2 separate regions of the Cyprinus carpio genome follow, and region 1 is linked to region 2. A link is a contact called in public Hi-C data. All regions are on one chromosome and are shown on one strand. Each heading gives the region's core, a stretch centred on a gene start, on an enhancer-like site or on the middle of the called end of the contact. The rest is flanking DNA. Distances are from core to core; before and after follow the strand shown. Region 1 overlaps LOC109100905 (RAC-gamma serine/threonine-protein kinase-like). Region 2 overlaps LOC109087019 (adenylosuccinate synthetase isozyme 2).

Region 1 (5,849 bases), core at 2,229-4,728, 82 kb before region 2:
TAGATTACTATGTATATTTGATTAGATTACTGGGTATATATGAAAAAATAAACTGCTAATAAAAGAAAATAAAAATGTAAAATAATAATAAATTAAATCAGCTTCTGAAAAATAAACCGGTATTTAGCATTCATTAGAAGGAAACAAACCAAAGTTCATATCTGGACATACGCTGAAATCATGTAAACTCAACACTGTTAGCACCTTCAGCCACTAGATGGCACTGAACTACAGATACAGATAGTCTGATGGTTGAGCACAAGTATGAGAGAAACTAAGTGTTACTCCCAGTGTGTGAGTGAGTGAGTGAGTGACTGAGAGAGAGAGAGAGAGAGAGAGAGAGAGAGAGATGGGGTGGGGTGGGGGTAAAGTGAATGACAGCAAAATAAATGTTAAAGTAGTCATCCTGCTAACAAACACATACAGAGACAATTCATACTGCATTCTCAGTACTGCCACAAGGGCTGCTGTATCTTCTGATCTGTTTTCCCTCTCATGGGTAAGAAAAAAAATTAAAAGATACAAAACTAAAAACAAAAACAAAATAAAAATATACACACATTCACAAAATTGTTGGTACCCTTGGTAAATATGATCAAAGAAGGATGTTAAAATAAACCTGCATTATTAATCCTTTTGATCCTTTATTTTTTTTATTACAAAAGTCTAACCTTTCATTGAAGTAAAACAATGGGAAAAAATCTCATTATGAAATAAATGTTTTTCTCAAATACACATTGGACACAATTATTGGTACCTCTAGAAATTCTTATGAGAAAAATATCTGTGAAGTATATTCCCATTCATATTTACAATTTTGAGCACACCAGGGTGATTATGAACATGAAATTATCCAGCCATGGCTTCCTTTTTCACAGAAATATAAATATGAGGGAAAACAAAGCCCAAATCCCCTTAATCATCCATCACAATGAGAAAAACCAAAGAATATATTTCTGATGTGCAGCACAAGATAATTGAGCTTCACAAATTAGAAAGTGACTTTAGGAAAAGAGCTAAGGCAGTGAAAATCCCCATTTCCAGCATCAGGGCAATAATTAAGAATTTCCAATCAACAGAAAATGTTACAAATCTGCCTGGAAGAGGACGTGTCTATATTACCCTAATGCACAGTGAAGAGGAGAGTTTGAGTGCCTAAAGACTCTCCAAGGATAACAGCTGAAGAATTGCAGAAAATAGTTAAGTCTCATGGTCAGAAAACCTTTAAAAAAAAAAAAAAACACCACATGTTGTTTGGGAGGGTTTCAAGAAAAAAGAAAAAAAAAATCAAGCAAAGAAAATGCTCTCATCCAAAAACAATCGCCAGCATATTCAGTTGTCAGACACGACTGGAACCTCAAACAGAACTGGCTTCTATGGTAAGATGTCACAAAAAAATTTGCTTTTATTAAATTAGCAAACACTCAAGATGGGTTTGGTGCAGACAGGGATAAAAAGTACTCCTTGTGTACAATGAAATATAATCAGAATCAGAATTAGCTTTATTCGCTAGGTGTGTGCAAACACACAAGGAATTTGTTGTGTGTGTTTTTTTAAGGTGCTCCTGGTACATACAGTACATACATACACATCTGGCATGAGAACAGAAAAAAAAAACATTTAAATAGTAAGACTTAACAATAAATAATGTTTATGAATCTGGAACAGTATGTACAGATTTGTGCATTTTACTCTATATAGAACTGTATAAATAAAGAGATGCATATGTACGTATTTACTGCTATATACTGCTATATTTTTCATGTGTGAGCCTATATTTCTGCTGGAGGTCCTGGACATCTTGTTTAGACACATGCCATCTTTGATTCTATCAAATACCAACAGAAAAAAATCAAAAAGTGACTGACTCTGTTAAAAATCTTATAATGGGCCATGTTTGGATCATCCAACCGTACAATAATCCAAAAACAAACCTTAAAAACAACTTAGACAAGGAGTGTGGTGAACTGAAGAGAAGAAGCACCAGCATGGAGCTGTAAATCTGAAGGGTCTGGAGTGTTTCTGGATGAAGGAATGGTCTGATCTCTTATCAGGTGTTCTCTAACCTCATCAGCCATTATAGGAGAAAACTCAGAGCTGTTATTTTGGCAAATGGAGGTTTCAAAAACAATTTAATAAAAGGATACCATTATTGGAGATGCAAGGTTAGATATCACAATGCAGATTTATTTTCACAGCCTTCTTTGATCATATTTACCACAGGTACCAACAATTCTGACCATGTGTGTATATATATATATATATATATATATAATATATATATATATATATATATATATATATTATATATAATATATATATATATATAATCCTACACTTTTATATGTTCACTTAGGAAAGAATACCATGGTACTGCTCGTGTTTTAACATTACAGTAAGATTAGAAATTAACACTTTATCAAACAAGGCACATGAAATTGATCAAAAGTGACAAAGACATTTATAGTGTTACAAAAGATTTCAGATAAATGCTGTTCTTTTAAATGCTCTCTTCATCAAAGAATCCTGAAAAAAGATGTGTAAAGATGTGTTTCCACAAAAATACAAAGCACAATTGTTTTCAAAATTGATTATATAAGAAATGCTCCTGTATTATAGAATGTTTCCTAAGCAGCAAATCAGCATATCAGAATGGTTTCTGAAGGATCATGTGACACTGAAGACTGAAGTAATGATGCTGAAAATTCAGCTTTGCCATCACACCTTTTACTGTATTTTTGATCAAATAAATGCTGTCTTGGCGAGTTTAAAATACTTCTTTCAAAAACATTTTACAAATCTTAATTATGATAATGGTATTGTGTCAGGGTCACTACTGAGATGTATCACATGCACCTGCCATTTACCTCTGATTGTGTTTCCTACATAAAACATGGCTAATTAATGAGATTATTGGAAGAACTGGCAGCAACTTTGATTGGTTAATCAAATATCAGCAATTGAGCCTAATCAGGCCATCCGTTTTGCAATCTAATTTGCCTGTTGTTCACATTAAATGAGCTGCAGCATTTGCTGCGTAAAGTGCAGTCCTGCAGTCATGCTCAGCGGCTGCAGTCTTGTTAGAAGCACACCAAAGGTCAACTGAATTTAAAATAAAGAGAGAAAGGCATACCTTCGTATGTCATAAAATCAAATGCACATATAAAAAGTTCATCACAGCACATTAAGAGTTTTAATTAAATTTAATGCGCATTTTATGCCAATTAGACACAGTATAATGTGTGAGTGAAGGCAAGCGTAGCAGGTCACACCAAACAGAGGTTTGCTGTGAAAAGCCTGACCCATGAATCATTTAGAATAAGAGACGAGCGCAACAAAAAAGAACTTCCCAACTGTTGCCGTAGCAGCCAGAGGTCAGGGAACAATCTTTAGTGAAAGGCGTCTCACCCAGGAGCAGGCTGGATTATTTTACACTGTGCCATTGTGAGGGGCCGCACTGACAATACATCTGTCTCTCTGTGTGTGTGTGTGTGTGTGTGTGTGTGCGCGCTATGGATTACAGGACTCTCCAGTGAGAGTAACGCTGCTCTCTGTCAACCCTTTGAAGCTGAGACAAGATCAAAGGCATGAGGAGCTTTCTTGTCTATTTTACTGGTCCCATTTTAATGGTCAATTCCATTCATAAAACGGCCAAAACTGAATATCAACAAGTTTCCTAAAAACTTATCATCTGGGACTGTCATCATAGGCATAATTAATTAATGGAGTCAGGACGGTCTCGCAGGGTGACTTACACATGTTACTGTAGCCTCTGGAGCATGCATAATACATACAGGCTCCAAACATCTAAAACTCAGGGAGCATTTGAAATGTAGTTCGTATTCAAAACACACAGTCAACATTGCAAGCATCATAAATCAAAACTGGCAGCTAGTTTTGTCCTTTGGACTGAACTACAACAAGGATGATAATGAAATCTGGGTTAAATACAAGTTAATCTCTCTATTGACTGTGGCATGCTGTTAGTTACTACAGAAAATAATAGCTTCTCAGTAAAGAAATCAACAAAAATGTGTTGACAGTTATGCACTTATAAAAGAAGTCTAAGGGGCACCATATAATGATTGGCCTGTAGAAAAGGACAGGACAGGACAGGACAGGACAGGACAGGACAGGACAGGACAGGACAGGACAGGACAGGACAGGACAGGACAGGACAGGACAGGACAGGAAAGGAAAGGAGAAAGGAAGGACAGGACAGGAAAGGAAAGGAAAGGAAAGGAAAGGAAAGGAAAGGAAAGGAAAGGAAAGGAAAGGAAAGGGAAGGGAAGGGAAAGGAAAAGGAAAGAAAAGGAAAGGAAAGGAAAGGAAAGGAAAGGAAAGGAAAGGAAAGGAAAGGAAAGGAAAGGGGCTTTCAGGTTTGCTTTATAATAAAATAACCTAAAATATATTCAATTCCAATTTCATGAGAGATTTAAAGATTGTGTATGCTGAGAGGAAGTGATCTTCAGTGTCACATTAGTCTATACACATTTTGAAAGAAGTCTCTTAATTTCATCAAGGCTGAATTTATTTGCTCCAAAAAAAGTTTTTAAATATGTAATATTATTACAAATAATATTTATAATTTATTTAAAATACCGGTTTACATTTTTAATATTTTAAAATGCGATTTATTCATATACTTAAAACAAAAAAACATTTCAGAGACATTGCTATTCTATTCTATTCTATTCTGTATTTTACTATACAATACTATTCTAATGCTAATTCAGTGCTTAAGAAAAATTTCTTATTATCATCAATCACAATTGCAAATGTGACATTGATTTTATACAACACTTCCATAAATAAATATTTTAGACACAATATGGTCTGTTTTTTGCTCAGTTTTGCCAAATGCAAATATTACCTATATTAAATCCACAGCAGAACTGTTCTGTGTCTCCACGCAACACACAATTGTTAAATGAATACGAGTTTTAAATGATTCTGTGAACCAATGATTCAATAGACCATTCATAAAGAGATCCATTTACTTCCTGAATGAATCAGCCGTTTGAACAAATGAATCGAATAAATGAATGAATGACTCAATTATTCATTCATTAAGACAGTTTTACTTTCTTAGTTTAGAGTATCATTTAATTAAAATATAATTTGATTACATTATAATAAAAAATCTGAAAATAAAAAATCCATATTAATTAAAAAGTAATTAAAGGCATATTCACCCAAAGAAAAGAGAAAAGAAAATGTCTTTCTTTGTTGTTCAAAGGAAGAGCTTTATTTATAAGAGATTTATTTGAACATATTTTCTAATTTTATAAATGAATTTACTTTACTGATCAAATAAAATATAATAAAAGTATTAATTTCTTACAAGAAAATTATCCCCAGTAGTGTATATTTAAGTAAAATGGAGGGAACTTCATTAAAAGGGTCTTAGTCAGAGGGGAACAAAGGGCCCTAAGACAGGGGCCACACACAAGAAGACAGGAACAACAGCGCAGGTCTTAGAGGCTGCAGCGAGTCGCACCATCAGGCCAGTGGTGAACAGGTGCAAAGGCCTCTGAGGGTGCACTCCCCGGCCCCGGCCTCTGAATGGCCATTACAGCCGAGTGGCAGGGGTTTCTGCTATTATTTATTCAGCAGCGCATCCACCAGAACAGGCCGCTGCGCTGGGAGACAGCTGGCAATGAGGGACAATACAAGAACCCCTCGGCCCTATTGTCTGACCAGCCCCTGTCCCAGCCTCTGCTCCCACACACACACACACAAACACACACACATCTTTGTGAAGCATCCCAGAACCTCTATTCTTCCAGTAACCAACAACGCCTCCCATCTCCCCCAGAGACACACACCACAGCTGAAGTAAACAACTA
Region 2 (6,361 bases), core at 2,058-4,557:
ATATAAATAATGTAATATAAATAAAATAACACTGCTTCTAAATGATAACATGTAAATGTAAAAATTATTTTACAGCCGCAATCTGTCAAGGTTTGATACATGCAATACAAATTGTAGTTTGGCATCACTTGCACAATTAGCATCAATTACTGTATATAAAATATAAAACAAAAGCCATGTTTGCCAGAGGAGGTAACATCAATAAACCTATATATATATATATTTCTAGTTTTATATATATATATATATAAAATATGGCTTCTGTTTGTGTTACCTCCTCTGGCAAATATGGCTTCTGTTTGTTAGCATCTATTTGGTGAAATACATGCTTTGGACTAACCTACAATCTAACTTTTTTCATTACTGAAATGAGAATGACAAATGATAAATGACACTAAAGTACTGATGAATGATTTGTGGATGTTGCATGTGATTGGGTGATTTCCTGCCACTGTGTTTTAGACAAACACTTTTTAACCTACAATAATCATTCAACTTAATTATTACAAGTGACTAGCTTTGTTTCACCAACATAATTTTTGGAGTAAATTTGTAGACCAAATTTGACACATTCAAAAGTCATCCCACCAACAAAAACATCTGCCTCTTCTTGTTGCATGCATGTGGTGCAAGTCCCCGTCCCAGCCTGAGATCAAGCAGGCCGCAGAGAGTGAACGAGCGAAGAGTCACCCTCCTTGATGAACGTCTGCACCCAACACACATCTGCACACAGCATTATCATTACGATCACTGACAAAATGAACAATACCAACAATCACTCCCTTCAGCTGCAGCCATATGGGCGCCATACTTAGATTGCAGGGGAAGAGGAAAAAAGACAAGCAATTGTACTGGCATCTGTTTGGCAGTCCTTAGAAGCAGTTGCAAGATGAATCTGCTGTGCGAGGAAAGTTTTTCCCTCTGCCTCCCTCTCTCTTTGGACAAGCGAAAGTATTGCAGGTTGCGCTCCTGTCGGCCGGCTCTCGCAATTACTGTACCTGCTCTTTAATGTGGCATCCTAATGGGATGGGCGAGTACAGGCCCAGATGGTGAGACAAAGTGCTTTCTTCCAGGATTCTTCTGAGGCAGTGCATCTAGCTGGATACCCTTTCCCTTTCAGTGCAGCTTTGAAATTTCTCAGTTACAAGAGGTTTTATCAAAATAAAAACCCTTTCTTTTCAAGTAGCATTGAGAGTCTTTTCACATTCAGTGGCCACATAAAGTGTCTGGACCCTTAAAAATTTAGGCCTTTGCATTCTTAAATAACAAAAGCAAGCAAACTCGCATATTTCATGTAAAGAAAAAACAAAAACAAATAAATAAATACATTTCAATTTAAATCAACTAATAAAAAATTATATTTTGTATAATACAGTATATAAAAGATTATAAATATTAAACGAAATAAATATAAATGCAAATATTTGTTATACAAATATGTATAAATATAATAAATATTAGCAATTAATTAATACATATAAATCACTATATACATAAATAACTGAAAACATATTTTAAATATATAAATGTAGATATAGATATATAAATGTATAAATATGTGCTATAATCTATCTATCTATCTATCTATCTATCTATCTATCTATCTATGTAAAATTATATTAAGATTATATACAAGATTAAAAACAAGCAAATAATTTAAAAAAAATTATTTTACATTTAATTTTAAATATATATAACATAAACATAAAAATGCAATCTAAATAAAGGAAGAAAAAAGAAATAAAGAAAAAGAAAGAAATATCTCAAATATATAGATGTAGTACAGATCTATAGATGTAGTTATAAATCTATAGATACGTGCAAAATGAAGATGCAAAATATTTGGATATTTTTGGACTTTGTGGTTGTCAGATGTTAGTGAGACGTGTTCATAGTTACTGTGATGGTCTACACCTGGGGATACTCTGTTAGGACACCTGTGTGAACTCATTTTATACAACCACTAAAATCACCATGACTCCAGTTGGTTCAAATGAATTACAAAATGGCTCAAAAAAATGAAGTGAAACATTTGTTTTCAGATGCCACCTGGTGTAAAATTTTGTTTAAAAATGTAATAATATTCATCAGACATTTTTAAGTGTCACTTATGTATCCAGAAGTGTCTAGACACATTTTGGAGCTACTGTATAACAATTGCCGAACATCTGAATGTAATTTAAAGACTTCACACTCCTCCAGACTTCCAGTTCTGCTGGCAGGTTTATATGTTTGGACAGGCCGTGCCTCTTTGTCGGCCAGTCCGTGTTGTTCTCGTCCTATTACACCAAGCCGTGCAGCACTACAAGCCTTGCCCAAACAGGGCAATCCCTTCTGGGCAAATATTTAAAGTCAAAACAGCTCTGGCTCCATAAAGCTAGTCGGGTGGTGTGGCTACATCTGTCAGTTGGGGAGGTGTGTACGAGAGTGCGTGCGTGTGTGCGGATGAGCGCAGCAGCTGCTGAAACGAGTCTGGACGCTGCTGACGCCAACACCTGTCCGCTCTGGAGACATGGGGAAGCAAATGTCCAGGCAGAGCTGGCCACAGACTCCCACTGCTGTCCAACCACAGGGTGGACAATGAACTCAAAGAGGGCCACGCTTCAAAGTACTGCCTTTTCCAGCAACGATCACCACTGAGCATGTGTGCCTTGCCTGCCAACAAATATTGAGTTACAGTCATTTTGACTATCTATCTATCATCTATCTATCTGCCTATCTATCTACAGTTATTTAAAAAGGTTATAATTTTATAAAAACACTTACATTAATTCTTCTGTTAAAACTTGTGTATTTTTTAAGGTTTTTTTGTTTTTGTTTTAGGGTTTAATGCAGTAAATTGTCAAGAAAATGGATTTAAAATGTTTATAAAATGTGTATAGCCCTATAACTTTACTTATATAAGGTGAGCTTTTTACATCATGTGGCACTTCTTAATCTACCCCAAAAAGGAGTAACAAACTGAAATACATTTTTTGTAGTAATCACCATTACGCCACAAGTGCTGTCAATTAAACTTCACTTGAATTGAACTGCACTGCACTCATAATTTTAATAGAAAATTACTTCCTGGCTAAAACGATGTCGACGAACACTTTGGACACCCCTCTCGGCTAATGTTTTTCTGAGCCATGTGTTGCATCTATAACCTCCCTCCAAAACCCAACCCCCAGCCCTTATGCTCCACATACAAACACACACTCCACAAGTTTCCCCCCAAAAAGCAACAGCCAGTACTCTAAACTCATAAACACCCCCTGCACACACGGCCACCCCCCATCTGGCAGCCCCTGGCCCCGCCCCCGTTGGAGCTGGGGGCTGGGGTGGAGCTGAGGTCAGGGATCAGGCAGACGTTGGCCCTTTGCTCAACAGCTGCCCGTGTTCACAAGCCAGGAGGAGGAAGTGGCAGCCGCCACTGCAGCAGCAGCACATCTGCTCTAATGAGTGTGTCAAAGCCACTAATGCACAGACACACACAGACACACACACACTGATCAGGCCCTCCCCGACCTTCTCTTCACACACTCAGCACACCATCAGGCCAGAATGGAGCCCTTTGTGTGGCAGTGTGTTTGTGTGCGGTGTTTCGTGAAAGGTTCAGAGCTGTGTTGTGTAATGAGTCAGCTGTGACAAGAGGAAGGACTGCAAAGACACATAATCATCACACACACACACACACACACACACACACACACACACACACACACACTTTGAGGTGAAACGTGGAATGAAATAACCATTTAGAATATTTTTAACACACTGTGACCTTTCTTTTAAAAAATAAAAGATATTAATTTCTCTATTAACAAATGTGGCTTAATGTCTTAATGATTTCTCCCATATTTTGGGGACTTTTTGTACAGGTCCTTATCACAAAGTTATCAGGCCCTGGATTTTCTTGACATATATTCTGATTTTCGTTTAATTCAATATTTAAAAAATTATGTGTTCTCTGTTTTAGATAATTGATTTCTGCACTTAAATCCTGGTTATCAAACCTTAACACTATTTATTTATCAGTAAAATGTATATCTGAGTTAAAATCAATCCTTCTCAATAGCCTACCTGCCAAGGTTTTGACGCCCCTGCCATGTTGATCTTATTTTTTTTTCCATTCCTATCTTTAAATTTTTACCCATCCTTCCATATTTCAGCTCTCGCCATTAATCTCTCTAACTTTTTGTGAATCTCCAATCTGAAAAGCTATTTTCTTTTTATGCAGAAGATCTTTTCTTCTTTTTTTAAACCCAAGGCTTATCATTGGAGTGCTTTCTACAAGAAAATTTAACAATGCACATATTAACTTAATAGTGTAAGCTACTGTATTCGCAATAGGTTAGTGACAAATATTAACAATAACAATAAAAATGTGATCAAATTAAACGATAAAACACTAAATCTAAATAATGTCAATTATTAAATCAAAACTTAACACCAAAGATATTGTCAGCGTCAATAATAAGATCTAAATCATAATCAGGTTAAGCTGATATGGTTTATAGAAAGGAGTGCAGTGAATCTGTAATGAGAGTCTCCTACGAGAGATCTCTTCATTCTCACCTCCTACTACATCGCACATATGTATACATTTATATCCAAGCACCTTCACCTGCCAAACAAACACACACAGCCATACAAGAAACAGAATGTTATTATCATCTGAGATTAATTGTGTACTAATTGTCAAACGTAATTACGGAGCTCTTAAAAGCTGGAAATGTCACTGTTCAACGTCTATTTCAAAGTAAATGTCTCCCCCTGGTGGCGAGTTGTTGAACCTCATATCTCTAAGACGAGCAATCGTTACCAATTACAAACAATGCCACAAAATACTGCTAAAAATGACCAGGCACAAAAATGAAAGTTTCTCATGATATTACTTTATTAATCGGATTATCGTGGCAGTTGTCTGCCATTCATCCAAGATAAACAGAGTGAGTTTTGGTGCAAATTCCACTAGATGATCATGCACACCCATCAGTACAGTATCTATCACCAGCAAGGTGTACAGTAAGTGTAAATTCAAGAGAATATGGCTTTGTGTTCTGTAATACATGAAAAACCAATAAGCAGCAATACAACACAGAAACAGTAAAGGATTTCTAAAACAGAAAAAGTTGTTTGTGCAAACAAAATGTTCAACTGTCCTATTCTTGAACATTAATAATAGAGCTATATTTAATTTGTTCAGAGGAAATGTTGTGTTAATACAAGATAACTGATGTGTAATAGATGCTACTAAGCAAACAAACAGGTAACATCATTTATTCAGCAGCTGTGAGCAACAGAAAATACAACGCATCACACCGTCATCAATCTGAAAAACTAAGAGTTATCATTCTGGGTCATTTACGAAGGCTCTTTATATCACAGCATTCACTTATCCATTAAGATACTTCTTTGGATGCATGTGTACTTTTGGCAAACGGCAATGACAATAATGCCCTCAGAAACTAAAAGAGGTTTAGCAATTCCATAAAAGTGCAATCAGACGAAAAATTTGTTTTCAAGTTTCATTGTTCATCTGTATTAACAAGGCACACTTTATCCTATATTACTTATTGGAAGGCGCAGTACTGAGGGTGAGACAAAACAGAAGCAAATCTGGGTTTCTGAAACAACCCAGTCATATTTAAATAGACCAGCTCTGTTTAGATCATCTCTTAACATTGAAAGGTTCTGTAAATGTACTACTTGAGGTCAGAAAAGCAGACGGCCTCCTGCAGTCGCTGACAAGCACAGAAGTAGTTCAAACTGAATTCACAAAATTGTCTCAAGGATCTATATTTTTACAATTTATATTGAAAGGCAAGTTTACTGATATCTCATTATTGTGGCTTTAATATGCTTGTGGCATTAAGTTGTACAGTTGAATAATAAACAAACATCTGAGGACTGTGCAAACATTTACATACATTCAATGGAATCAAAACCCTGCCTGTATAACAGCACATGCTTCTTGAGGCACATTATACTTATAATGTTTATTATATACTATTTTTTGGAGCAAATTAAATAGATTTAAATCTAAAGATGCTTTCACAAAATATTCTACTCCTATTTTTGGAGAAGCAGAAAACACCCACTGTAATCTTATTACATTTTCAGGGTGCATTGTACATATTTCTTATTCAGAATAAACATTTAAATTTTCTTTTAAAAACCGTACGTTTAAATGAAGTTGACTTGAGTAAGTCAATCATACAGTCCATTTAAAACAAGGACAAAGTGTGGCAGTACACATTGCATAACCGTTGATTCTTGTATGATAAAAGAAACAAAGAACATTTAACATAACATGTACAGTATAAGTAATCGTTTTACCCAATCTGTGTGAAATATTGACATCTAACAACAATAT

What was found. Hi-C and Micro-C count contacts between places; a contact is called where the count stands out from the background.
Region 1: a contact with region 2 is called in a Hi-C map of skeletal muscle, with 3 times the contacts expected there. The contact joins two enhancer-like sites. A contact is called at or near these places in 5 of 8 Hi-C or Micro-C datasets (liver, red blood cells and skeletal muscle).

The regions. Positions count from the first base shown.
Region 1 is chrA13:11,227,795-11,233,643 of ASM1834038v1, reverse strand. All of the region lies in intron 2 of LOC109100905 (RAC-gamma serine/threonine-protein kinase-like), which reads right to left. Among protein-coding and RNA genes, the nearest start is that of LOC109100905, 50 kb to the right of the region's middle. Within about 2 kb of position 3,478, at least 1 of the 8 cell types and tissues checked has an H3K27ac peak or open chromatin away from gene starts, as enhancers often do.
Region 2 is chrA13:11,144,732-11,151,092 of ASM1834038v1, reverse strand. It overlaps LOC109087019 (adenylosuccinate synthetase isozyme 2), which reads right to left. Exons shown (of 13, transcript XM_042768778.1): 13 at 4,861-6,361. Among protein-coding and RNA genes, the nearest start is that of LOC109100907, 17 kb to the left of the region's middle. Within about 2 kb of position 3,307, at least 2 of the 8 cell types and tissues checked have an H3K27ac peak or open chromatin away from gene starts, as enhancers often do.